Regions from separate parts of the Mus musculus genome. Here regions 2 and 3 are each linked to region 1. Evidence: chromatin contacts called from public Micro-C and promoter capture Hi-C data. All regions are on one chromosome and are shown on one strand. Each heading gives the region's core, a stretch centred on a gene start, on an enhancer-like site or on the middle of the called end of the contact. The rest is flanking DNA. Distances are from core to core; before and after follow the strand shown. Region 1 holds the start of Kcne4 (potassium voltage-gated channel, Isk-related subfamily, gene 4). Region 2 has its middle 90 kb from the start of Gm29536. Region 3 overlaps Gm29536 (predicted gene 29536).

Region 1 (4,394 bases), core at 1,043-3,542:
CTTTCTGGATTTGTTCCAGAAGCCAGGACTGTTCTTGGTTTTAGTGCCTTGGGGCAATAGGCTCAGGCCTGGGATTGATTTTGTTTAACACTCAGTGGCTGCTTGGCTTTCTAACACCTGGCTGTCAGCTCCTGCTCCAGCTCCTGTTAAGATGTGGTGACCCATTTCTCTACCTTCTTTTTTCTAGTTTGCAGTGCCTGGCAATCCCCTAGTGATGACTAATCTCATCTATCTCAGGGTACCTGGGCAATACTACTATGGCAAGTACCAATAGGAATGCTTCTCATGGTACTTTCCTATTCTAATATTCCAGATGTGCCATGGCATGCCCATGTGGATTGGACATCCGCCAGTGCTTATGTGGTGGGTGGGTGGAAAAGGTCAGGTCTACCATGTAGCTGTAGAGTTTTGAACTGGCAGAGTGGTGAACCCAGATGTACTGATATGAGTGAAATTTCCTGGCATGAACAACCTTGGTGCTGGGGTCAGTGGCCGATCCCTCCGTGCCGGCTGGAGATTTACGGGGTGAGCACTGACCAAAGCATCTGGTGTGTTGTCCAGTGCTGTAAGTTACTGGTCCAACTCTTTTTCCCAGGATGCCTGTCAGAATTCACATCAGGCACAGAGCCAGACTCACAATGACAGTTCTAGCATCTGGATCGTATGTGCTGTATGCAGTCAGAGGGAAGTTTACATGTTTCTCCGTGCCTTCAGCTCAGTGTCAGTAGACCCATCAATGATGGTGTCTTTAAAGTTGTCATACATGCCAGCCCTGCTGCGGCTCCTTGGACAGAGGCTACTAGATGTAAAGGCTCCTTGCCAGTTTCCCTGGATTAGAATGACAGCCCTTTAGAGTAAACAGCCCAGCGAGCGAGCAAGTTCTTGGTGATTCTTCTCATGTCACGCATAGCAGCTTGTTTTGAACCTTGCTTGGTGGTTCGCTGAGAATACCTGTTTCTCCCATGACCTGTCTGAGATACCCAGAGATGTGTGGCACTCTTGTCTGGTGCTTCAGAGGCACTGCCATGTGAGGTAGAATGGAGCAAAACCTGCTCTCAGTAGCTCTCGCCAGCACATTTCCACTTAGTCCGGCTCACTAAAGAGAATCTGAAGATTTTTGTCTTCATACAAACTCTATCTTTGTAGCTCAGCTGACACAGAGCTCAGGCTCCCCTTGATTTGCCTCTCAATTGCTGCATTAGTGTTGCCCACCAATCTCTGGACAGAATCTGAAAGATTCTAAAAGAGATTGTAAGGACAATATTTGTGAGCATAATGTGAGCAAGTAGAAGCTTGCATTTTAAAGTAGTTAAGCTGAAACAAACCCAAAACTCATAAAGTTCTTAGAACTCTGTTTGCTGAGCAGTCCTGCCCCTCACTAGCCAACAGTTTTACTGCAGCAATACGAGGCCTGGGAAGGTTAAGGGAGGGTTTATCAAATTCACTCAATTAGTGGAAGAACGTAACACGGAAGCAATTGTTTCTTTTTTTTTCTTTTTAAAATATTTTTTATTAGGTATTTTCCTCATTTACATTTCCAATGCTATCCCAAAAGTCCCCCATACCCTCCCCCCCACTCCCCTATCCACCCACTCCCACTTTTTGGCCCTGGAGTTCCCCTGTACTGGGGCATATAAAGTTTGCATGACCAATGGGCCTCTCTTTCCAGTGACGGCCGGCTAGGCCATCTTTTTTGATACATATGCAGCTAGAGACAAGAGCTCCGGGGTACTGGTTAGTTCATAATGTTGTTCCACCTATAGGGTTGCAGTTCCCTTTAGCTCCTTGGGTACTTTCTCTAGCTCCTCCATTGGGGGCCCTGTTAATCTATCCAATAGCTGACTGTGAGCATCCACTTCTGTTTCTTGACTCTAAACCCTACCTTTGCTCCCCACTGTCTTTCATTCTAATGGTTTGGATTCCCCATGAAAACCTATTAGTAACATATCAACCAATCACTTTCCACAAGGAAAAGGAAACAAACTCAGTCAGTGAGAGTGGGCTTTGGGGTATCAGTTCAAATGCAGCACTTTTTTTTTCTCCCCTTTTCACACTTTGATTTTGGCCACCCAAAGCCTCTTGCTCTGAGCTGGGTTGGTCGGTCCGGGACAGGGAGCTCCTACTCCCCCCCTCCTTCTCTCTTCACAGCTGCAGAGTTCAGAGAGTTGAACTGCAGCGCTTTGAGTTTGCTGCTTGCTCAGCCACAGTCAACCTCTGTTGTAAATTTTCCTCCCGGAACACGTGACGATGCATTTCTTGACTATATATCCCAAGGACAGCAGCCGGGCTGTCAGAGCGCAGAGCCTGACAGAGAAGAGAAACATCCTCAGATTTGGCCGTTTAAGAGTTCCACACTTGGGACAAACTGTCAGCTTTTGGTAAGTTAGCAAGACTCCTTGTCTTCGGAGACATGCAAGGGGGAATAGTTCTATTAATAGAGAAAGTTTTCTTTCTTTCTTTTTTATGTAAGGAAACTTTGTTTTGGAAGTTGAAGCTTTTGAAACAAAATGTAAAGTTTGCTTCTGCCGTGCCAGCTAAAGCATGCCTTTCAATTTTAAGATGCTTTCCCCCCATGAATCCTTATATGGTCTATAATGTTCAAAGTATAGAGCTAATGCATAGTTATTTTCTGAAATGTAAATAAAGTGTATAATCTATCCATCCATCCATCTATCTATCTATCTATCTATCTATCTATCTATCTACCTACCTATCGATCACCTGTCTGTCTATCACCGATTTTTCTATCTGGTGAACATTTTTCTCATTTTTTCCTCCTTTCCCTCCCCTAATTTCTCTTACTTGCTCCAAGCTCTCTGAGCTAACCCGTTGACTGCTTGGTGAGATGCCTTACGTTCAGCTCTTTCTTTCATTCCTGTTCTTAATCAAAATAGGTGTATTTTGATCTATTGCAATTTCACGAGCCATGTGCTTGCCTTCTGCCTGTCCCATGGATCCAGGTGGAAGGTTTAACTTGCGGCTCTCTCCCCAGATCCCGGCTGTGTGAGCGGCAATTCAATGCTGAGGATGGAGCCTCTGAACAGCACATACCCCAGCGCTGCAGCCTCCAGCAGCCCCCTCGAGTCCCATGTGCCTAGTAACAGCAGTGGTAATGGCAATGAATACTTCTATATTTTGGTCGTTATGTCCTTCTATGGCGTTTTCCTGATCGGAATCATGCTGGGCTACATGAAATCCAAGAGGCGGGAGAAGAAGTCCAGCCTTCTGCTGTTGTACAAAGACGAGGAGAGGCTGTGGGGGGAGGCTATGAAGCCGCTACCTATGATGTCCGGCTTGAGGTCAGGGCAGGTGCCCATGATGCTGAATATGCTGCAGGAGAGTGTGGCGCCGGCACTGTCCTGCACTCTTTGCTCGATGGAAGGGGACAGTGTGAGCTCCGAGTCCTCCTCTCCTGATGTGCACCTTCCCATCCAGGAGGAGGGGGCTGATGACGAGCTGGAGGAGACCTCCGAGACGCCTCTCAACGACAGCAGTGAAGGCTCTTCCGAGAACATCCACCAGAATTCCTAGCACCCACCAGGTGCTAGGAGGTAGCTCCGTAAGCTACACTTGACAGAGGGAAGACACTTGCCAAGTGCCGGGTTTCGCTTTTGCTCTGCGGCTGCCACATTGAACAGACTGAGGGCAAGCTCCAAAATGGGGCAGGGAGAGACAAGGCTCAGCTGCAGTCCTTGAGGTTCCTGTGGGACTCATCTCTGAAAAAGTCCCAGAGACATACAGCATGACCATTGACTCTGGGGCCTGGGTGGTGGTGGGTCTGTGGTCAGCATCTGGCTGGATAATGTGGTGTTTTTTCACTGGAGGCCCTGGGTAACTTCTGCAGCATCTGTCTGTGCCCAGGGCTGACAACTGCCCAGGGCAGGCTGAAGGACTCGTTTCGATTTGCTAATTTTCCTAGAGCTTTGTTCTTCTAGATCTGATGGGCTGTAAGTATCTTTAATGTGTGCCTGTGGCATTCGATTAGAGACAGTTATATATTTCACTTGGAGGTGGGAGAAAGCTGAAGAGAGAACCCAGATTGTTTGCACAATGCAAAGGGAGAAGGTAATTCGTACACATGTCTGAATTAGCTGGGAGTATAAGCTATGACCTCATCTGAGCTTTTGTCTCACCTGTGAGCTTGAACTCTACAGCATTGCAGGTGAGCATGGCTTTCTTTGCCAGTCAGCTTCCTCATAACCAAGCCTGCATTCGGGATGGCTGTTCATGGTGGTCCTCCTGACCTTCACAGATTGGGTAATGGTGGGGTTATACAAGGCCAAATCATTGACAGCTCTGCTGCAGCTCTTTTTCCCAGCCTAGTTTTCTGAGGCCAGAAAGGACACATGTGGGCCTCATAATATGGGGTTTTGTCACGTAGCTGGACCCTGGAA
Region 2 (4,394 bases), core at 829-3,328, 500 kb after region 1:
CTTTTGGACAAACTTTTGAGTAATTATTCTGAACATCCAGTGATATCCATCAAAACTTAACTGCATCTCCATCTTTATCTTGGTAGCGCACAACCAGTTGATTTGATAAAAATGATCCCAAGGCATTGTTTCATTGTTGTTTGTTTTGTTTTGCATCGTGGTAGTAAACTTTAGTTCTTGCTTAGAGATTCTGTAAGGGAGAAGAGTTGATCCTACATGCTTGCTCCAGGAATTCCTCTTCATTCAATGACTGTTGTCTTTAATTAAGGTCAAGACTTTCAGAGGAAAGAAATCGATATCTATCACATCTTGGGATTGAGCCCAATTTGGGATCATCATTATGCTAGTTAAATAATTTCCATCGAGAAACCAATACTGGCTTATACATCTGGAAAATGTAGACTGCCAAAAAAGTTAACCACTATTGACTGGAGAGACAACTCAGTTGTTAAGAGAACTCACTGTTCTTCTAGAGGACCTAGGTTCAATTCCAAATATCTACATGGATACTGACAGCCATCTGTAATTCAAGTTTCAAGTGATCTAATGCTGTTTTCTGGCCTCCTTATTGTACCAGACTTATACATGGTGCACAGATACACCTCCAGGCAAAACACCCATACACATACTTTTAAAACTTTTTAAAGATAATCATTATAACTCTCATCACTAAAAACAATTTAACTTAACCCAGTCTGATTTGTTCCCCAGATGTTAATGAATTTTGTTATTACAATAACTCTGTATTCAATTTTCTATTTTCCATCTACGATCCAGTATGATAAATACTTCTGTTATACCTCCTTGGGAATGTGATTTTGAAGTGTTTGTAGAAGTAGTGGAGTCAATAAAAATGTTTTTCTCAATTATGGTTGGATATTTTGGTGGTTGCCCAAATTATGATGCTGGAATAGAATACATAGCTGAGTGTATTGATGAATTTGTGTAGTCCACAGATTTCAGGAGGCTGAGTCCAGCGATTACTTGAGCCAAGCATTTGAGAAAAGCCTAGATAACATTATCAGGCCTTGCCTTAAAGATATATAGATGATAGATAGATAGATAGATAGATAGATAGATAGATAGATAGATTTGTCACTTCTTGACAAGTGTTGCCAGTTTAACAACTCCATTTTTATATATTCAAGATTGAGGTTGTCAGGTTAGTGTATCTCCTCTTCCATAACCTTTTGTCTTCATCTCTTCTCCAAACCATTCTAACACATGGCCAGAGTTGTCCACTAAGTTCAAGTCCATGCTTTGGTCTGGATTTCTTGTACTCCCTCCATTCTGATCTTTCTAAGAGACATCTTGTCCTAACTCTTACCAGACTTCCATCTTGTTCCCTATAAATCTGCTCTCCTCAGTGTATATATGTATTGCCCATCAGGTATTTCCACTTTAACAAATACCTTGCATATCTTCATCAAGAACAAGAAGACATAAAATAACCATTCTCAGTCTACACTGGAAAAGAAATTTGAGACAAGCATCTCTCTGTTATTTATATTTTATTGTATTTTTTTTAAATGCTCTGCCTGCCTCTGGCTATGGCCACCTGTTTAACAGGCTGGTTTTTTATTAAATTTTGACTTCTTCGGGATTTCTCTTCTCCTAGGTGCCTTAGTAGCATTTAAGCTATGGGACTTCTAATTCTCTGGGTATCAGAGACTAAGAGGTGCCCTATGTCCCTTCACGTGTTGTCAAGTATAGCCCATGATTGCTATGGCTGTCAAGCCACCTGACCTGACTTTGACACATAATATATCATTGACGGACTTCTAAGCTTTTTCAAACACCAGAAAGCCTGTTGTTCCCTTTGGGTTTTCCTTTGTAAGAATTCATTTCTTATTTCCCTCCTCCTGAAGAACAAAATGAGAAAGGAGGAATAGTGAGTCAACGCCTGAATTTTGTTTCTATTCAGCTAAGGTCATTTCCAGGACTAGACAAAGAAAAAAAAAACAGCAAAATGTTATGACAACTTTCAGACCAGAATATTTGTCAGTTAGAGTGTGCTCAGAAATGATCTCCGCATCTATTCCCCATCTAAACTGTTCTCAGATCAGGTTACAGTCTAAAATGTTAACAAATGATACAGAAGGGCACATTTTACTATAAATCACACCGTTAACGATGGAGCAGCCTGTGCTTATCTGATCTGGTTGCTAAGTACTCAGGCTTTATGTCTCAGGGGCCTACAGAGACAGAAGCACCAGCTGAAGTTGAGCCAGAAGATTTGGTAAGCAGCAATATCAACCTGTTGAAGATGAACGCAGGCACAAAGCTCCCCTAGATATGTTTAGGTGCTTCAGACAAATGAAGCAAGGAAAAGTTACTCAACATTGGACTACTGTGAAGTAACAGCCTAGTCAGAAACCATCTGGAACTTATCTTGAGCTGCCAGAGGATATTTCAGGAACAAAGCAATTAATATTTCCCAGGCTGCACAATTTCACTTTTCTTCTTCCTTATTCCCAACTAAACATTTCTTCTAAGAGAACCCAAACTGAATAGGTTATTTAGCTTGCTGTAGTTTCCTAGGGTGCACGCACTCGTGTGTGTGTGTGTGTGTGTGTGTGTGTGTGTGTGTGTGTGTGTGTGATATGAAGATAACTGTATAAAGGAAGTCATGGTTGTCTCAACATGAGTTCAGAGAGTAACCTTAGCTCATGTTCAGCTTCTAGCTTGTGAGTTAAGCTTATTGCTTTCTAGGTATCAGATTTTTCTCTTATAAAATATGTTCCCTGTGATCAAGACAGATAAAATATGAAAACCACTCTACAACCCAGGCTCAGCTGGTACTAACTATGTTCTCCAGGCTGGCTTCGAACTCACAGAAATCCCCTTACCCCATTTTCCTGATTCCTGCAGTTACAGGAATAAGTCACTATCTAGGTTAGGGTATCATTGTTGTGAAGTGACAATCAAGGCATTTCTTATAAAAGAAAATATTTAACTGGGGCTGGCTTACAGTTTCAGAGGTTCAGTACATTATCATCAAGGTGGGAAGCATGGCAGCCTGCAGGCAGACTTGTTGCTAAAGGACCGGCGGATTCTACATCTTGATTCTAAGGCAGCCAGGAGGAATTCCATACTGGGTGGAGCTTGAACATAGAGACCTCAAAACCCAGCCCCAGAATGACACGTGTACTCCAACAATGCCACACCTCCTAATAGTGCCACTCCCCATGGGCCAAGCATTCAAACACATGAGTCTAAGAGGGTCAAACCACCAGACAGTATACCTAGTTTTCTTCCTTCTCTCCTTTCTTTCTACCTTCCTTCCTTTTTTTTTTCAATCAGCAAAACGTTTATTTTTAAATACCTCCTAAACTGTGGAATTCTTACATGCATGAGTGACAGGCAGTATAGACAACAAGCCCTGTCTTGTCATTATGATTCCTGTACGGCCCCACAAATGCTAAGACCTTACCATTAGCCATATATATGTTAAAATAGAAATAGCTGGGTAAATACTGAAGAACAAAGTGTAAAATAATGCCAGTTTTGAAACGTAAGCCAATGCAACTGTGCATTGATGTACTAATACTTGCACAGACATGCATAAAGAAGCCATATAAACAGAAGTAAAAACCTAACTGGAGGTGAGGGCATGAGGACACACTCCTCTAGTCCCCATACGGGGAGGCAGAGAAGGTGGGTCTCAGAGAATATAGGAAAGAGCTTTAGGAAATGAAAGGATCAGTGGAGTCTTTGTGGGTGAAAACAGGAACCACAGGAAGTCAATTCCATACAGGGGACAGCTAAACACTCAAGGAATCGGGATGGGATTTTAGTTGTTACTCTGTTTTTAAGGCTGAAACATGAATGGTAGATTTTTAAAAAGAATTTACAGTGGTCTACTCTTGTCTACTGTTGCGAATCCCCGGGGCTAATTGTATTTGAAGTTAATTCTGTTCTCCTGTGAGGGGTTGTGAACAAGGAATGAGTCAGCATTCAGGTGATTTCCTGTAAACCTCTTCCCACCTTAATTCATAAAATAAAGGCTAAATCCGGTGATTGGGTAGAGAAATAGGAAAAGGTGGAGCCGAAGGTTTTTGGCAGAGAGAGAGAGAGAGACAGAGAGAGAGAGAGAGAGAGAGAGAGAGAGAATGATGGAGGATGAGGAAGAAGAAGAATAGTGAAGCAGAAGCACCTAGCCTGGAGAAAGCGCAAATTCTAAGGGCTCTCTTATATGGGGAAGATGGCAGCGGTAGATCTGCCCAGTCTAGGTACACAGCATGTACTCATATTAATTGAGTTGTGTTTTCATTGCCTGGGCTTATTTGGGTTGGAGATTTACTGAAATGCTCTACTTTTAGTTTCAACTTTTCCTAGAACTGTTACAGTGAATCCGAAAGTGGTGGATAGTACAAGTCTCTCTATACTTTTTC
Region 3 (4,394 bases), core at 489-2,988, 380 kb after region 1:
GACTCTGTAGCTGTACTTTTCCAGATATTTTCCTGTGTCTAACCTTTAGCTGTTACTGTCAAGTATCTGGTATCATCCTGTTTTCTTTCTAATGCCATGTCTGCTCTGCCATTTCTAAAAACTGGTCGTTTAGCCTTTTGTCTCTTTGCTCTCCATTAGACGGGCTAAACATTTGCAAACCTTGCCCCTACTGATTCCTCTGACACTAATATTCTACTTAGTAAGGTCTTCCATTGGTACTAGTCATTTTCCCCCATTTCACTCAATATTCTTTTCTTTCTTTGGAGGTAGATACTTCAACCCTTCGTTAAGTCTCAGCCTTTTTTGCCTATTAATAATATATATATATATATATATGTATGTATATGAAGTAAAATTTTCTTTCAGTACAAAGCTGTATATCCTACAAGGTTGGCTATGTAGATACCTTAATTATTAACAGAAAAAAATGTTTTAATTTTCACCGTATTTTCTTACTTATAAGCTAACTAAAACATGCTGTTTCATTTTCAAATATATTTTTATTTACTTTATTCATTATTTTAAGAAGAAGCTATTTATTTTCACATGTTTTTATTTATAAAAGTTTTAGAGTTATAAAAATTTGCAGACATAGTACATACCCACAATGAACACATAACTAATGGAACAGTGAGGTCGCATCACTATTGACTACTATAGGGGTGCTGTTGCTCACATGGAGTCTCAGATGACAAAGAAGTGTCAACAGGAACCGGGCCATGTATACGTATTAAAGACGCTTCTCCATATTGCCATTTGTATCTGTAGTATGACAAACATAAGCCCACGCTTGCGTCTCTACCACATTGCCACACAGATCCTTCTAGCTTCTCCTTTGCTTACCTAAAATGTTCTACTCTAGCAAAGTGCCTCTCTTGCTCTTTTTAAAAATGTGCTTGTTTTATTCTTCTCTCTCAACTTTATACATATTCATAACGTGTTTTAGCACATTCCCATTGTCCTTTTCTAGCTCTTCCACCCCACTGACGCTTGTTTTTTGGCAACAATTTCCCTCCTACTTCCATGTCCTTTTATTGCTCATCTGACCATGGGTGAGAATTCTTTTCTTGAGCAAAGGCACTGTACCTGAGGCAATAGCACTAGGAATATAACATTCTTTCCCCAGCAACAATTAACTGCATACAATTCTTCAGGAGGGGTATGGTCTTATAGATCCCTTCCTACTCTGAATGATTTCCCTTGTTCTGAAGTTTGCTGAAGTGGAAATTTCTAGTTTATTTGGAAAGCCAGTTGTGCCGCATGACGTTTTTCTGGAAACTGTCTTATGAAGGGATGTTTTGCTGAAGCAGACATGTGAGAGTACATGTAATGTTTTGTTGGAGCAGACATGTGAGAGTACATGTGATGTTTTGTTGGAGCAGACATGTGAGAGTACATGTGATGTTTTGCTGAAGCAGACATGTGAGAGTACATGTGATGTTTTGTTGAAGCAGACATGTGAGAATACATGTGATGTTTTGTTGGAGCAGACACTGGGGAGCATGTGATGTTTGGAAAGAGTATATAAATGGAACCCCATAAAGAGTGACAGGTTGCTCTTGCATTGCAACGCTGTGCAATCGTTTTCTGACCTTGCTTCTTTGCTGGTCTTCATTTTGGAGAGAAAAACACACAAAAGACCTTCTGTGGTGTTCCAACTGACTCTAGCCACTTCTGCTGACTCATGCTGACTCTGTGAAGCCTTGGGGCGGAGGGAGGTGGTTGTGCTGGATCATGCCACTGTTACTGACCTGTGTTTGGTGTTTGCTACTAAACTCTACTACTGGTATCTTGACAACAAAGAGTGGAATTGCCTCAAAAAAACTACTATTAAACAGGTCCTCAATCCCCATTTCCTATTAACTTTCTTTCTCCCCAACCTCTTGTCGCTGGATTAGAAGGAAGGTTGAGGTGTTTGAGCAGCCTACATAAAGAACGTTTAGAAAAATCTAAGCCCACAGTCTGCTTCGAACAAAGTTAATATAGTTTATCTGGAAATATTCTGATTACTGTTACCATGGTGTACTTCTTGCTCTATTATGTTAAACTTAATTTAAATATTACAGATAGAGTGAGTTTCCTATAATAAACATGTAACGAATTCTTCTTTGGTGATCTAGACTGAAACTGTTTCTCTATTGATGGATTCAGATCTTGAGAATCTTTAAGAGTGAACTGGTTCATGAAACTTTTGATCACATGTTCTTATAAGAAGAAAATTTTAATGGTTTATCTGTCTTTATCCATAATCCTGCTATTTAAATTACTTAAAATATATTTTATGTAGCAATGCTAAAATTGTATAATTAAATAATGGGTGAAGTCTGACAAACAAGAACTAGATAAATGTTGCACATTTTAAAATCTTTTTTTTTTCTGTTTTTTTTTTTTTTTTTTTTTTTTTTTGAGACAGGGTTTCTCTGTGTAGCCCTGGCTGTCCTGAAACTCACTCTGTAGACCAGGCTGGCCCTGAACTCAGAAATCTGCCTGCCACTGCCTCCCGAGTGCTGGGATTAAAGGCATGTGCCACCAATGCCTGGCAATGTTGCACATTTTAAATATTTTATTTTATAAAATAATTTTGCTTTCAATAATGTGGGAGTAAATTTCTTCCTTTCACACATCAATTAGTTTTTCTTGAGAACTAATCACAAGAAATTGTACTTTGATGACTCTCTCTAATATATATATATATGTATATATATATATATATGTACACACACATACACATATATGTGTGTATATATATATATATGTATATATATATATATATATATATATATATATATATATATGAATGAATGAGGGAGGTAGAGAGGGAGGCTGGCTGAGAACTTGCTATTTGGCAGAGGATGACCTTGGCTTCCATCTTCCAAATGTTAGGATTACAGGGTGTACCACCATGTCTCGTTCTATTTGATACTGGGGCTAGCACCTAGAGCTACCAACTTAACTACATCCCCAGTCTTGTTTTAAGTCTTTAAAAGTGAATTAATAAGTCACAGAAACTCTTCAACAGAGAGTTACACTCCAAGGTCGTAAACACTCGAATGTGGGTTTCTCTGAGAACTACTTTATATTACTCTTGACATAACAACGTTGTTCTAAGCAGTCATTTCCACAATGATATTTTGGTGGCGTGAGTTTTTCACTTATTATTGAAATGTCATCTTTACCTTGAAAGGTAGAGATTAAGTGTATTTACATAGAAATGTTGTCAAGGTTACACAACCATTTGTTGTCAGAAAAGGTCAAAACTTTTGGAATAATAAACATTTTGAAAAGCATAAATTCATGACTCATATTAAGCTCAATAACCTTTATGTACTTTCCCACATTAATAAATATTTTGGGCAAGCTAAACATTTGATATGCAGTGGGCTCTTTGCTTTTTTAAAAATTATCTCATATAATTCCTTATTTTAAAAAAACTCTTTGAATTTGCAAGTGAGGAAAACTAATTTTACATAGCAGTTTTGGAGTTTATTTTTAAGTATTTATTTATTTATTTATTTATTTATTTATTTATTTATTTAGATTTTCCAAGACAGGATTCTCTGTGTAGCACTGGGTATCCTGGAGATTTTTATGTAGACTAGACTGGCCTGAAACTCAGAGATCTACCTGCCTCTGCCTCCCAAATGTTGGGGATTAAAAGCCTGTACTTCCAACACCTGTTTTTATTGTTTGTTTATTTGTTTGTTGTTTTAATCCAACATCACTTAGAAGTGTTTTTAGGCCTGATTTCTCAGAAGATGGCCTCCAGCAACAACATTTGTTCATCAAGGGATGCATTAATAAGAGATGCCAGAGTGAATGGTTCTGTGTGTGTGTGTGTGTGTGTGTGTGTGTGTGTGTGTGTGCACGCGCGCGCGCGTGCATGTGAAGCAGAAAAGGGAGGAAGCCATAAACTGCATCTTGTGTGTGATTTTTGTGCTGTGACACAGACCTTCACCGCCTGTTTCAGTCAGGCCATGACACTCTTAGGAGATGAAATTGCACATGTTTTCCTTCAGTTTTCTACTCGATCTGAAAAGAGGCTTTAATAGCTACTAAGTAAAGAAAAGTATCCAGAAGTTGGAGGAGATGCACAATGGATGATCCAGAAGAATGGAAGAGACTGAGTGGAACACCATCAGCCTTGACTTCTGTTAATAGATAGCACACCAGGATCAAACCCAAGCACTGCAGTTCTGAACTGCACACTCTCAGTCCTCAGGCTAAACTACCGAGATAACCAACAGCCTCTGGGTGGAAAATAGACAGTCTTTCTCATCCTGTTTATCGCTTAATTGCATACACAAAGCATTATTATTTACTGAGATTTTAAAGTCATTAAAAATAACTTACAAAATTGATGACATCCTGCTATA

The links. Promoter capture Hi-C pulls out the DNA fragments that hold promoters and counts their contacts. Hi-C and Micro-C count contacts between places; a contact is called where the count stands out from the background.
Region 2: a contact with region 1 is called in a promoter capture Hi-C map of liver, with 2.7 times the contacts expected there. The contact joins the enhancer-like site here to the promoter of Kcne4 in region 1. A contact is called at or near these places in 11 of 39 promoter capture datasets (the 3T3-L1 cell line, cranial neural crest, embryonic stem cells and 6 more) and 3 of 9 other capture datasets (embryonic stem cells, liver and macrophages).
Region 3: a Micro-C map of granulosa cells shows a contact between it and region 1, with 2.0 times the contacts expected there. The contact joins the enhancer-like site here to the promoter of Kcne4 in region 1. A contact is called at or near these places in 6 of 39 promoter capture datasets (cranial neural crest, embryonic stem cells, hippocampal neurons and 2 more), 1 of 484 Hi-C or Micro-C datasets (granulosa cells) and 2 of 9 other capture datasets (liver and macrophages).

What each region holds. Positions count from the first base shown.
Region 1 is chr1:78,814,619-78,819,012 of GRCm38.p6, forward strand. Kcne4 (potassium voltage-gated channel, Isk-related subfamily, gene 4) reads left to right here and starts at 2,293. Exons shown (of 2, transcript NM_021342.2): 1 at 2,293-2,378; 2 at 2,993-4,394. The coding sequence starts at 3,019. The coding sequence ends at 3,531. All of the region lies in intron 3 of Gm29536 (predicted gene 29536), which reads right to left.
Region 2 is chr1:79,312,598-79,316,991 of GRCm38.p6, forward strand. No RefSeq gene overlaps it. Among named protein-coding and RNA genes, the nearest start is that of Gm29536, 90 kb to the left of the region's middle. Within about 2 kb of position 2,079, at least 7 of the 459 cell types and tissues checked have an H3K27ac peak or open chromatin away from gene starts, as enhancers often do.
Region 3 is chr1:79,196,178-79,200,571 of GRCm38.p6, forward strand. All of the region lies in intron 1 of Gm29536 (predicted gene 29536), which reads right to left. Among named protein-coding and RNA genes, the nearest start is that of Gm29536, 26 kb to the right of the region's middle. Within about 2 kb of position 1,739, at least 14 of the 459 cell types and tissues checked have an H3K27ac peak or open chromatin away from gene starts, as enhancers often do. A contact at or near this core is called in granulosa cells, where this site is marked.